Linked DNA regions of Sus scrofa: region 1 is linked to region 2. Evidence: chromatin contacts called from public HiChIP or PLAC-seq data. All regions are on one chromosome and are shown on one strand. Each heading gives the region's core, a stretch centred on a gene start, on an enhancer-like site or on the middle of the called end of the contact. The rest is flanking DNA. Distances are from core to core; before and after follow the strand shown. Region 1 holds the start of GGTA1P (glycoprotein, alpha-galactosyltransferase 1 pseudogene). Region 2 overlaps GGTA1P (glycoprotein, alpha-galactosyltransferase 1 pseudogene).

The links. HiChIP or PLAC-seq counts read pairs in DNA pulled down with a chosen protein or histone mark.
Region 1: an H3K27ac HiChIP or PLAC-seq map of skeletal muscle shows a contact between it and region 2. The contact joins the promoter of GGTA1P here to the enhancer-like site in region 2. A contact is called at or near these places in 1 of 5 promoter capture datasets (fetal liver), 16 of 47 Hi-C or Micro-C datasets (alveolar macrophages, blood, brain and 9 more) and 2 of 2 datasets of contacts at active chromatin or transcription factors (alveolar macrophages and skeletal muscle).

The regions. Positions count from the first base shown.
Region 1 is chr1:261,586,573-261,589,851 of Sscrofa11.1, reverse strand. GGTA1P (glycoprotein, alpha-galactosyltransferase 1 pseudogene) reads left to right here and starts at 1,884. Exons shown (of 8, transcript NM_213810.3): 1 at 1,884-2,434.
Region 2 is chr1:261,515,763-261,518,719 of Sscrofa11.1, reverse strand. All of the region lies in intron 7 of GGTA1P (glycoprotein, alpha-galactosyltransferase 1 pseudogene), which reads left to right. Among named protein-coding and RNA genes, the nearest start is that of GGTA1P, 71 kb to the left of the region's middle. Within about 2 kb of position 1,344, at least 15 of the 83 cell types and tissues checked have an H3K27ac peak or open chromatin away from gene starts, as enhancers often do. A contact at or near this core is called in alveolar macrophages, retroperitoneal adipose tissue and skeletal muscle, where this site is marked.

The sequences.
Region 1 (3,279 bases), core at 635-3,134, 71 kb before region 2:
GACAGATAGTAGGGTCCCAGTAAATATCTGTTAAAAGAATGAAGGAAGTTTAGGTAGGAAGGTCTTCGGGACCTGGAGCACCTTGGCCATAGTTAGAGGGATGGTGACCAGAGGTACTTAACTTGCCTGTGCCTTGGCTTTCTTCCTAGAAACCGGGATGTGATCAGAATGTGTATAAGATGAAGTGAGCTCAGCTAGGCCGTGAGGCAAGTGGAGCAAAGCCTGGCAAGGGATCAGAGCTACTTGTTTACCTGCCCTGCCCTTCTGCTCAGTGAATCTTCAGTCCTGCACTCTGTGATGCTCCTGGAGGCTCCAACACTCTTTCCCCAGCAGTAATCCCGTCTTGACTCCACCTCTCCTATGAACTAGTCACCTTATTTCTACTCAGCATATGACACAAATGAGTCTCAGGAAGAATGACTCATAAGGCCTTAAACCTAGAACTCCTGACCCTGAAGCTAAGGAATATAATCTTGAAGGTGTTTTCCAGTCAGTAGAATTGCTAGTTAGATTTGGGGAGCTACATAGTTCTCAAAAGAAAACAAAACTTCCAGACCCGCCGTGTTAATTTGAATTATTTTTATCTTATTGTTACTGAAATAGGTATAAACCTAGAACTAAGAATGAAGTCCTCATGCTCCTAGCTCTGCACACCAACCATAATACCAAAACAAATCTTTTAAGTAGGTGCAATTACAGCCACAAAACCAATAAAATCCAAATTAGCAACATTAAATTAATGCAACTGATGACATGGTGCTGAAATCAAACCTCTTGCATTGAGTCTAATGGTAGCAGAGTGATGTTTTTACATGTTGCATTCCCTGTGTCATCATCTTTTGATTTTGATCCTGATGAGCTATCACTTCAGCCATGGTCAGAATTACCGTCATAATTTTCACTAAAAAAAAACCCCAAAAAACACATTTATTATCCAATTTGATGGGCTGAGCAATTTAAACACTGCATCCTCAAGTGCAATAATGACAACTGGGAAATACTTTGCATAACATCACTCCTTGTGTATTTATTTACTGCATCATTAAAGACCTAGTGCAAGTGAGTTCACCGATGACAATAATGGCGCAGTTTACGCTTTTGCAAAGGATCCATTGTTCGGATTGTCATGGAGCTCCTCATTCCTGAGCTACCCTGTGGGGCTGATGATTCAACTCTCCCACCCTTTAGTCCACTGAACCCATCAGGAAAGTTCATTATCCCAAGCTCCAAGATGTCACCTGGCTCCCTGCAGCCTCTCTGCAACCGTCAAGTATTCAATCAGATCTCTGTTCTTTTCAATCAGGATGAAACAGTTAAAATTATACATCACACTCAGCTTCTGTGCCATTTTCATGTCACAATTCCAATGCCTTAAAATATTTAAGAAACTAATTTCTTAGTCTCTGAAGTCCCGTGGCGAATGATCCTGGCAAAAGCAAGTTCTGAATTTTGCAGCAGTAAAATAGATGGTCCGGGAGCCCAAGGAGTCTTGTAAAGGCTGAGTGAGGGCAGCCGGATGTGCCTACACCAGCTCATCAGAAGTGAACTGTTGTCACACTGGGCACTAAAGCACCAACTCTGAAATATAATTTTTGTTTATGTTCCTCCTAAAATAACTAAAGCACAAACTCTGAAATATAATTTTCGTTTACGTTCTCTCCCTCTACTAATATTCCAGCAGAGAACAGAGCCCGCGCCAGGTGCCCAGTACCCAGCCCCTCATATCCGAAGCTCAGGACTTGGGGGTTTCGGGAGAGAGCGGCTCCAGCGCGTCGGGCTGTAGCTACTGCATCTGTGCTCTTCCTTCCCCAGGAAACAAATGGTGGATCGGACCTCCCAGGCTCTTCGCGCCCCGCCACCCCTCCCCGTGTTAGGCAGGGCGCCAGGGCTCCGGGGCCCCTCCCTGCAGTACTGGGTGATAGACCCCACCCCACCCTCCGGGTCCCTCCACCCCCACCACGTGCAGGCCGGAGAAGGCAAAGAGGCCCAGCCACCCTCACCAGGGAATTTCTTTTCTTTTTTTGCTGGTTTCAGGCTTTTTTCTGCCTGAGTGAAAATGAAACAAACACCCCCTGCGCCTCCCGGCCACCAGACACACACGCGCACCGGCACTCGCGCACTCGCGCCCTCGGCCTCCTAGCGGCCGTGTCTGGGGCGGGACCCGCTCTGCACAAACAGCCGCGGGCCGGGTGGAGCGGGGAGCTCGCCGCCCGCCGCCCAGTGCCCGCCGGCTTCCTCGCGCCCCTGCCCGCCACCCCGGAGGAGCACACAGCGGCCGGCGGGCCGGAGCGCAGGCGGCACACCCCGCCCCGGCACGCCCTGCCGAGCTCAGGAGCACGCCGCGCGCCACTGTTCCCTCAGCCGAGGACGCCGCCGGGGGGCCGGGAGCCGAGGTGTGGGCCATCCCCGAGCGCACCCAGCTTCTGCCGATCAGGTGGGTCCCGCTGGGCGCTGCCCGAGCCCCTGGAGGCCGCGAGTCCCGCCCGGCCCGGGGCTGCGGGCGCCGTGGAGGCAGCGCGGGGAGAGGACAGGCCACCGCGCCGGCCCTGCCCTGTTGCTGCCCTGCCGTGTCCCCGCTTTTGTTCTCGTCGTTACCTCTGTGCTCAACTCTGACCCCGTCTCTGTCCCCATCTTGTCGGGCCTGAGGGGCTGCGGGCTTCCACGGGGTCCGCCGGATGGAGGCGGGAGAGGGGAGGCTCGGGGCGCGCAGAGGAGGAGGACTGCCCGGGAAGTCTCGAAAGGAGGGAGGGGTCTGTCTCCCAATGTGGGGCAGGGGAGGCGGAGGCCTCCCTCGCCCGGGACTAGGTGGGAAGAGGATGCCTCCGCAAGAGGGAACCTGAGAGTGAAGTGAGGGGCACAGAAACCCCTGAGCGCACAGAGAGGGAGAAGTCGGGGAGCTCAGAGAGCGGAGGACCGAGCCCGAAACCCGGCCGGGGGAAACTTTGGAACGCCGAAACTTTGGCGGCGAAGAGGCCCGCTGCAGCGGGGTGACAGGAGGCGAAGGGGTCCCTTCCAGACTTTAAGCCACCACGTTCCCACTCGAAAGGGACACCACCCCGCGTTTGAAAATGGCAGAAAAGCAGCTAAACAGACTGGTTGCACAAACTCTTGAAAGGCGTCCAAGAAACAGTAAAGTGGGGGAAAATGTCAGTGCGCGAAGAGAGAAAGCAGAGCGACTTGAGATTCCCCTATCTTCCCGCTGGCCCGGGAGGGAGGGAGGCGCGGAGACCGTCTGCGGGCGCCGCTCCTCCCCCCAGGAAAGACAAGAGACCCGGACGG
Region 2 (2,957 bases), core at 95-2,594:
ATGGCCTGTGTGTGTGTCGTTTCTCCTATGCTCTCGAGACCCCAGACCAAGGACCAAAGACAGAAGTGTCCTAAGTGGAGTGGTTTTCCACCTCCGCATGGCTGACCACTCCTCTGTGCCTTCTGCCTATTCCTCCTGGAGGGTTTGGCCCGGGGAGATTAGGCTGCTCAGAACTTCCTCTTCCAGAGGTTGGATAGGTTCCTGTTTCAGCCCCCGTTTCCTTGTTTGGAACTTTTCTCCCCAAACTGTAATCATTCTTACTTAAAAGTAGTAGCTGTAATGTTCATTTAAAATATAACCCAGTTTTCTTTTTTAGAGAATCCCCCCCCCTTTTTTCCAAAACAAAAGCAAAAGTTCAATTTTCCTGTTCACCTCCGTGCCCCTTCCCTCCCCCACATCCATGGGCCTTTCCATCTGTACCTTTTCTGAAAGCCACAAAGAAACTGAATCACTTTGTTATACAGAAAAAATTATCACAACATTGTAAGACAACTATACTTCAACAAAACTTAAAAAAAAATCAGAAAGAGAAAGAAAGAAAAAGAAAAAAAGGAAGGAAGGAAGGGAGTTCCCATCATAGCTCATTGGTTAATGAATCTGACTAGCATCCATGAGGACACAGGTTCAATCCCTGGCCTTGATCAGTGGGTTAAGGATCTGGTGTTGCCGTGGGCTGTGGGGTAGGTCACAGATGCATTTCGAATCTCGCATTGCTGTGGCTCTGACGCAGGCCAACATCACAGCTCCGATTGGACCCCTAGCCTGGGAGGGTGCAGCCCTAAAAAAGCAAGAAAGGAAGGAAGGAAGGAAGAAAGAAAAGGAAGGAAGGAAAGAGAGAGAGAGAGAGAGAGAGAGAGAGAGGGAGAGGGAGAGAGAGAGAGAGAGAGAAAGAAAGAAAGAAAGAAAGAAAGAAAGAAAGAAAGAAAGAAAGAAAGAAAGAAAGAAAGAAAGAAAGAAAAGAAAAGAAAAGAAAGTTAGTTGACCTGTTGCCTGTACAAAGAGAAGTGAAGGTCAAGGTTGATCTGAGTGAGGATTTAAGCATCCTCCTAAGACCTTCTCCAACCTAGAGCCCAGAAGGTATCACTGTCACTGTACTAATCAAGTCCTAATGTCCCTGAATGTACTGATCCCAGGGGCCTGGGTGGCATCTCTAATAGAGAAGGGTGACTCTGGAGTTTTGACCTTTCGACTAGAAGAATATGTTCTGTTAGGAGTTGGGAAAGATTCCCAGCTCACCTAATCCTTTGGTATAAGAGGAGACCAGCCAGCCATACCGCAGATTGATTTAACCTTGGTGTTTCCAAAAAGAACGGCTCCACATTGGCTCTAGCCATCTTGTTGCGGCTTTAGAGAACTAAACTGTACTTGGCATGTCCTGGTGAAACCCGCGCACTCTGCTCTGAGGCGAGAGAGGACTGTTTGTACTCAGCAGCAATAAATCCTCCCAAGAGTGGATTTGGACTTTTAGGAGGTGTGATGTTTGGTTTATTTTCAAATGACAATGCACAGCACCAACTGCAGCTCTTTAATCTCTAAACAATGTTAAACCTCACAAAGGTTTCCTCCCTCGCCCCTAGGATCACCTCCCAAGCTTCAGGGCACAATAGATTTTTTCTTAAAGTTCCAGAGTGCAGAAGAATTTCCTGGCCATTAGCCCCAGAGCCATGTTGAAGTCCCTCCTTGTATTGCTGAGATATTCTCTCCGTTTAAAGAATCAATACTATAAACCTGGGGTTTCCAGAGACCAGCATTGAAAGCACAGTTTATGTTTGTAGTAATCAAAGGGAATCCAAGCAGCAACCAAAAAACAAAAGGAAGTGCCAGTCATTATTACAAAATGTCATCATTGGCTGATAATGTGATCAACAAATTAAATTCAGTGCACAGTCACTGGGCATGAGTCTGGGTGGTGACGTGGGTTGTGTTAAGCCAGCCAACTACTTCTTCCCTTCTCTATCATCCCCATGGCTTCACAGAATAGCCTGTATCTTGGCTTACAGAAGACAGGAATGTGATGGGTTTTTTTTTTTCTCTTTTTCTTTTTCAGCTGCACCTGTGGCGTATGGAAGTTCTGAGCCACAGCTGTGACCTTCTCCATAGCTGCAGCAACACTGGATCTTTAACCCACTGTGCCACTGCCACAATGGGAACTCCCCCCTTTCCTTTTCTTCCTGAACATGATGGTTTTTGAATGAATAGGTAAATAGCTAAAATACCACTACACATCTATTAGAATGACCCAAATCCCAAACACTGACAATACCAGCTGCTGATGAAAATGTAGAGCGATAGGAAAGCTTATTCACTGCTGCTGGCAATGCGAAATGATACAACCAATTTGTAAGACAGTTTGGCAGATTCTTACAAAACTAAACATACTCTTACCATACAATCCAGCGATGGCACACCTTAGTATTTACCCTCAAAAGCTGAAACTTTATGTCTACACAAAAACTTGCATACAGATGTTTATAGCAGGTATTTTTTTTGGGGGGGGGTGGGTTTTGGTTTTTTCTTTTTTTGTCTTTTTTGGGCCACACCTGCGGCATATGGAGGTTCCCAGGCTAAGGGTTGAATCAGAGCTACAGCTGCCGGCCTATGCCACAGCCACAGTAACCCGAGATCTGAGCCACATCTGCGACCTACACCACAGCTCATGGCCACACTGGATCCTTAACCCCCTGAGCGAGGCCAGGGATTGAACCTGCAACTAGGTGGGTTTGTTGACCACTGAGCCACGAAAGGAACTCCGTTTATAGCACTTTTATTCATAATTGCCCAAAACTTGGAAGTAACAGGTCCTTTAGTAGGCAAATTAATTGATAAATTGTAGCACATTCAGACAGTGGAGTATTAGCAGTGCTTTAAAAAAAAAAATCAATCCATGAAAAGACATGGAGGAACCTCAAATGTTCGTTACCAAGAAACCATCTGCAAAGACTACCTACTATATGGTT